2 separate regions of the Capsicum annuum genome follow, and region 2 is linked to region 1. A link is a contact called in public Hi-C data. All regions are on one chromosome and are shown on one strand. The core of a region is the stretch at or near the end of the contact, and the rest is flanking DNA. Distances in the headings are between cores, read along the strand shown.

Region 1 (3,448 bases), core at 877-3,376:
CAGAGCTTAAATAACTCTACAGGCTTCTTCCTTATGTTTGTCCTATTTATCTATTGCCCCCTATTTAATCCAGACGGATGATTCATTACATCTGTAATCTTTCTTCAAATCAGCTTTGTCTCTGACTTGAACAGTTGTATTGTTAGTGACCTGAGAGTTCAGGTCAGGGTTTCCTGCTGGGGAGGCTTTTGAGGGCATAGAAGGACCAATAATGATAGGGCGGGGGGGAAGTTGAATTGCAAAATGTTTTTGTAGTTTGACTTTGGTCAATCCGTTGAAAATCTCGCCTTCTTTGAGTAACTTCTTGATTTGCTTGGAATTAATTTTATCGTTAATTCGTGTAGGCTCTTCATTATTTGGAAACACTGCGTCCGTATGAATTGTTGGGACAAATGGTTTCTACTGCTTTTAAAGCAGCGGCCGACACATTAAACAGAACATCATTTGGCGGTCTAAAGCAGCTGGCCACCAGAATTGGACAACTTTACCTCACTATGGCAGCCACTCTCAGATGCTTGCGAAGTATATTTTTTGTTCTAGTATGCTATCGAGTTGCAGTGGGTTTTAAGAGCTTGTAAATTAATAGATTGGCCGTTTTTGTTGCAGAAAATAGTCTTTCTGTCAGCACTGAAGATATTGAAGACCTGAAGCGTCTCTGTACAATTTTTGCACATGTTGAGAATTTGATAACATTCGCTGCATCTCTTCATCAAAAGTTCTTGCAAGCACCACGTCTATCAGAATCCATTTTTAATGACTACTACAACTTCTATCTACCAAAAATGGGAACAACATCAATTGGTGGTGATGAGAAAAAGGTAAAGTATATTTTACATCTCTTATTTTCTCTCTTTTGGTATATCTAGAATGAGAGATTGATATTTTGATCAAGAGTTATTAACAAATTTCTTAACTTGATTAACTACATGTACTTTCGGCCCCTCACTTTAGCTTTTGTGGCTGAAGATGTCGTTTTAATGTATTATTTCCATAAACCAGGCTAAATTTACCTGTGCCTCTATCTCTTTCTTTCTCATTTTATACGGTGCAACTTTGTTATGTTAGGATTTTGATAAGAAACAAGAAGTTAAACGACAAGAGAGAGAGGTAGTTGCAAGCATGTTCACTCCGCCTACTGTGAATCAATCATGGAGGAAAGTCTTAAGCATGGGAAATCTTCTCAATGGCCATGAACCAACACTGAGAGAGATCATATTTTCCAAACGTGATCACCTCAGTGAAAATTACTATGCTAGTCATGCTCCAAGGGGTTACCAACAAGAACTAGAAACATACAGAATGTACATAAGCGGAACCTCAAATGATCTGAGTGTGGCACTGGCAGTTGCCTCTTGTGACTAGTTTCATCAGTAAAGGAACCAGGTATATTATTGTCGTTTCTCTTGTTAGTATATCCAGCCATTCTTCTCATTCGTGTTCCATTGGTACATGCTATTAAATTTTCTAATTTGTTTGAAAAGGCTCTTGGTTGTCACATCTTTTCTGCCTTTCCTCGAAATACAGATTTTTTTTCTTGCTGTGTCCAAATTTTCTTAAGAGAATTTACTGGAAATGATTTCATGGTTTTCCATGGGGTTATGAAAAAAAATTATGCACATGAGCTGTCATTTGGTTGGTGTGACAAGGATAATAATCTCGGGATAAAATGTGGGATTATGCTATCCCGCATTGGTTATGGGTATTAATTAATCTCAGATTTATCTTATCCGATCATTTGTACTAAGATGGTGGATTAACTATCTAATATAAAAGGTGGGACAGCTAATTCCATTGGATGTCTTTTGTCTATCGCATCCCACCAACCAGATGACCCATAAGGGTGTGGTCTAGTGGTCAATAAAGTGTGTTGGAGAACCATATGTCTCATGTTCAAATCTTAGAGGAGACAAAAAAACACTAGGTGATTTCTTTTTATTTGTCTTAATCATGGTGGATCACCATAGAATTATCTGGGACACCATGATTATCATTTTCTTAAGGTTCTCCATGGTTCATATGAGTTTTGTCCTTAATTACTGCCGCCGAACTTCAGTATGATGATAGTGAGATTGTGAGATGGGATCTTTCTTCAGTTTTCTTGCCTATGTCATGTCCCTATTATCATTCTTATAAGTTCCTATTAGTCATTGCTACTTTGCAATATTTTTGGTCCAGAGGGGCTTCATCAATCATCAATCATAATCATTCAGTTCTCTTTCTAATCAATTGCCCTCCAACGAAGACGTCATATAGAATAAAGTTTCTTTACGTTTTTCAACTTTCAACCAATTAGACGGTTTCTATAATTGACAGACAAGACCCGGGCCATATGTAGCTTATTGTACGTCCATTGTTTTTTCACCAAGTCCGACTTTCTTTCCGGTGTGCATATGTAGTAAGGACCGCTTGGAGTTGGACACAGAATGCCTAATTCAAATTGAAATGTACAATGAGTCGGGAAATAAGATTTTTCTTTTCTTAAAAGAGAAAAAGCACCCAAGGGTGTGGCCTAGTGATTCAATGAAGTTGGGATGAGTACCATGGGGTCTCAGGTTCAATTCCCAGCAGAGACAAACACTAGGTGTTTTCTTCACATCTGTTCTAGCCTGTTGCTGGTGGGAGGTGGCAGGTATCCCGTGGATTTAGTCAAGGTGCGCGCAAGCTGATCCGGATACCACGGTTATCAAAAAAAAAAAAGAGAAACAAACAAAATAAATCCACTTTTTGGATTATTGCCGATATAATCATAAAAAGCAAAATTTTCAGGGATCGGATAAACTTTGATTTTCGGCTAACCCAGCGCCAAGTCTGTTTCACCCGGTGTCCAGTAAGCATAGGGCCCCCGACTAATTCGAATTCGGCTGGCTTAGGCTCTCCCTACCAAGTCCGAACTTAACTTGTAAAGATAACTGTAGGATTACATGAAAGATATGAAGTTAAGCTCCCACGGATGTTCATACCATATAGTAGTTTTCTTTATCTATCTCTACTGCCTAAGAGGGGAAAAAAGAGGAAAAAGAAAAGACCAGCTGCAAGGTCTGATGAGCAGGTTATTACTACTATATAGGGAATGAAGTAAAGGGAAGCCTGATGCAATAAAGCTCTCGCTATGCGCAGGGGTTAGGAAAAGGATTGAACCACAAGTGTTTATTGTACCCAATCTTATCATCCGTTTCTATAAAAGGTTGTTTCCACGGCTTGAACCTGTGACCTCATGATCACATGGTAAAAATGTTGTTAGTTATTTCAAGGTTCACCTTCCATATAGGAAATAAAGTATTAAGAAGAAACAAAAAAACTCCAGACTTCTTATTGCTATAATAATGTGCTTATCAAAAGAAAAAGCTAAAAGAACTTGGGGGGACGACCCTACCCAAGAAACATCTGGCTTTCAGTGGCTAAATGCAATTACTTTGAACAAATGGGAATAAAAGTAACAAAAATGATG
Region 2 (3,555 bases), core at 947-3,446, 35 kb after region 1:
AATCCCAGCATCACTGGACAGGGTAAAGAGCAACTTGTAGACTTATAATAATGCACTTTCAATATTACTAGCCTTTTGAATTACATTAAGAGATGTACTGCAAGCTGGGACTTCTGCAGTTCCTTTGTAAGCTTTACAAATGTAGCTTATGAAGTTCTCATAGTCCTGCAACAATGAAACAAATATATATACTTTGCATTAGCATTATGCAGAAACTGTTTCAAAGATACCGTTAACATGATATGAAATCGCTTGTTTTGTGCTAGACAGCTCGCACGTACGGTTCTCCCTTAAAAAAGAGTTGTAAAATTAGGCTTCCAGAGATTCTTCATCATGGGCTTCAATGTCCGGTCTGGTGCGTGCACATTCCTGAACCGAAGGTATTTTCACCCTGCAAGCTGTCCAATTTCCTGGGGGCCCACATCAGCCTAGACTTTGATATCATATAAAGTTAGGGTTGACTTAACTCACGCCCCAAAAGTCAGGTCAAGAGGAGAAGAATTGACCCAATCTTATAAGGAGAACATTATTTCATTCATTCAGCGACATGGGACATTCCATTCATCAAGAATATTATTACACTTTATATATAGATTCTTCTCTTTTCAGCTATCAATATGAGACTTTGTTAGCATACCCGCCAAAATTTCCTGACTACAGATGAAAATTATTGAAAGTGCAAAAATATGAAATATGGATCAAATTAACTGACTTCATAAAGCGGTTGGCCATCAACAACAACCCATGGAACATATGTGTGAGGAGGTTGAAGAGCTTGTGTCTCAGCAGCATAAAAGAGTTCCAGCTGCAGAAAACACGTTCAATCGCGGAATCAGAAAAGGAAAAACACTAACACGAAGACAGAACAGAAAATTCAATCAACAAAGAAAGCTAACCTCTTTCCCTCGCGCACTTTTTAAGCAATCAGTAACAGGCGTTGAATCTAATTTCAGCTTTTCATAACATGTTTTCCACTGCGGATACTGCCTTCTGTACACAAAACTTTCCAGCACCACGTTTTCCATACAGTTAATGAAAGGCAAGTATTTGTTCTGCATCAGAAATTTTATTCATATGCATTTAGAATTTCGTATTTAAACTATCAACTAGACCAGGGTAAAGCAAAGTACAAAAGATTCATATAACCAACCAACTGATGAATTGACAGCAACATAACATAACATAACTTACCAAATCTGTCCACACATCTATCGCACAAGCCTGTACAGTGTTCAACAAACATTCCAGTTTTCCATGCTGCAAACAAAAAGGGCAAATATTTCGTCAAATCTCGATACGTGCACAATTATATGCTTATATGTACTTCGACAAAACTCAATCAAGACGATCATATAATGGCAAAATAATTAGTCAAAAGGCAAATAGCTCGAATCATGTTCATTAGAATTTAAGAAATAGAGAAAATAACATGAAGTGCATGTTACGTGGCTAAAATTTGAATTAGTCAAATTCCTAATTAAATCGAGCACCACACATCATAGACAAACCTGGCAATAGATGGTTCCATTAAAAACATCAGCGTTGCCATATGGAAAAAGCTTGAGCTGTGTAACATGGATGAGTCCACTGTCAAAAAGTTTGGGCAGATTATCCACTATGAATTTGGCTGAGCTCGGGCATAGTGTCTCATAATAAATGTCTACTTTTACCTTCTCTACTTCCCCAGAAACTCTAACTGTACAACTCTCACAACAATAATTTGAACTTAGTTGTAACAAATACAAAACCACTAGAATTACCAAAACTTGACGACCCTCAATTCCCATGCCCATGCTATGGAGTCTACCAAACTTTGGTTCAATTCCAATTTTTTTTATCAAGTGGAGGAGGAATTTGGAATAATGTATCTTTAGAGGTCTATGTAATATAAATGATTCATCATGAAGTGTAGAATTTGGAAAGAAACAGAAAATTGACGTTTTGAGACAGTTTGTTCTAATTGAGCACCTGTACATGTGATAATCTATTTCTACAAAGACACTTTTGGTTTTAGATAAAAAAAAATTATGTCTATTGTTAAGTGACTATTAAATAGTTAAGTTAATAACATTAAATATATATATCATCCAATTTAATTTTACACACCACTAACAATTGTAAGACTTGGAGGTTTTATGACGACTTAAACTAATGTGTATAAGACTTAACTACCTAGAAGCTTGAGAACATGCGCAACAGCTTTTTTAAAGCTTGTACACTTCATTATATGTTTAGGTATTCAATTAAAATAAATTGTAGTACAAACGTCTAAATTTATGAAAGTTGAATGGGTTGTCAATATATAATTTTTAATTACTCTGCTTATATGTAGTGTGCATACGAATGCTTGGAGAGTTCATTCAAACTCCCTTCATAGAAAAATTAAATTATAATACTATTTTTATATGGTCGAAAATATTTTTATGAATATACAGTAGATGTTGAACTTCCTTCGACTAATCCGTATATTTATTTTTGAACCCTTCGATGAAAATTCTGGCTCCGTCACTGATAACAAGTTGTTCGTAAATGGAGTGATGGCTTTACTAGTTATAAAACTATGAGAACAACCTTATTAGCCAATTAAGACTGGTTGAGTGCTGAGTGCTTTAGTTAGCATCTATATGATGGTTGATTTATAAAAATCCAACTACTCTAGACATCCAAAATACCATATTATAGAGATAAATAGAATATACGTGTAAACTCGTCTTGTTTACCCAACGACGTCTTGTTCATTGACGTTGTGAATCTCATTCCGTTAAAAAAACATATATTTAGTGCAAAAAAAAAAAAAAATGCACTAAGAAGTCTGGAGTCAAAAGAGCTCTTTTTTTTATCAAAAATTTCAAAAGGGACACTTACTTTCGAAAAAAACCAAAACGGACAAAACACTGCGAGGCCTAACGACTTGTAAGTGTTCACTGTTCACCTCTTCCTTTTTTTTTTTTGTTTCCATCCTTAAAATCATCATTTTTACTCCTTTCTTTTCTCTTTCATTTTGACCGAAAATAATAATACTCACCCACTCAAAGATTCCACACTACATAGACCATTCACATTTACTCTATTTTTCCTTTTCTTTGTGGGAGCATCAGAAAAGAATAGAGAACATTGCATCATCTTTCTTTTTCTCCAACGACCAGAAAACATAAACACAAATAATTCTTCATTTTCATCACTTCACAATTCCACTCTAAAGCACACAATGTATTTAAATAATTTAAGTTGTTAATTATTGTAATTTATTATATTTTTTTATGTAATTATTGAGTGGGTAAGTATTATTGTTCTCGGTCAAAATGAAAGAGAAAAGAAAGGAGTAAAAATGATGATGTTAAGGATGGAAAAAAAAAAAAAGGAGGAGGTGAATAGTGAACACTTGCAAGTCGCTGGGCTCCGGGCGACTTGTAAGTCGCTGGGCCCCGGGCGACTTGTAAGTCATAAGGCCCGCAGCGTTTCGTCCATTTTGGTTTTTTTCGAAAGTAAGTGTCCCTTTTGAAATTTTTGATAAAAAAAAGAGCCCTTTGGCTCCGAACTCATGCACTAAGCCTA

The links. Hi-C and Micro-C count contacts between places; a contact is called where the count stands out from the background.
Region 2: a Hi-C map of leaf shows a contact between it and region 1, with 4 times the contacts expected there. The contact joins the promoter of LOC107875450 here to the enhancer-like site in region 1. A contact is called at or near these places in 4 of 5 Hi-C or Micro-C datasets (bud, leaf and placenta).

The regions. Positions count from the first base shown.
Region 1 is chr6:224,430,990-224,434,437 of UCD10Xv1.1, forward strand. It overlaps LOC107875452 (rab3 GTPase-activating protein catalytic subunit), which reads left to right. Exons shown (of 23, transcript XM_047414168.1): 21 at 345-522; 22 at 607-818; 23 at 1,066-1,534. The coding sequence ends at 1,362. Among protein-coding and RNA genes, the nearest start is that of LOC107873802, 15 kb to the right of the region's middle. Within about 2 kb of position 2,127, at least 5 of the 5 cell types and tissues checked have an H3K27ac peak or open chromatin away from gene starts, as enhancers often do. A contact at or near this core is called in bud and leaf, where this site is marked.
Region 2 is chr6:224,465,687-224,469,241 of UCD10Xv1.1, forward strand. LOC107875450 (gamma-interferon-responsive lysosomal thiol protein) reads right to left here and starts at 2,197. Exons shown (of 5, transcript XM_047414170.1): 1 at 1,509-2,197; 2 at 1,192-1,257; 3 at 897-1,052; 4 at 713-805; 5 at 1-165. The coding sequence starts at 1,976. The coding sequence ends at 43.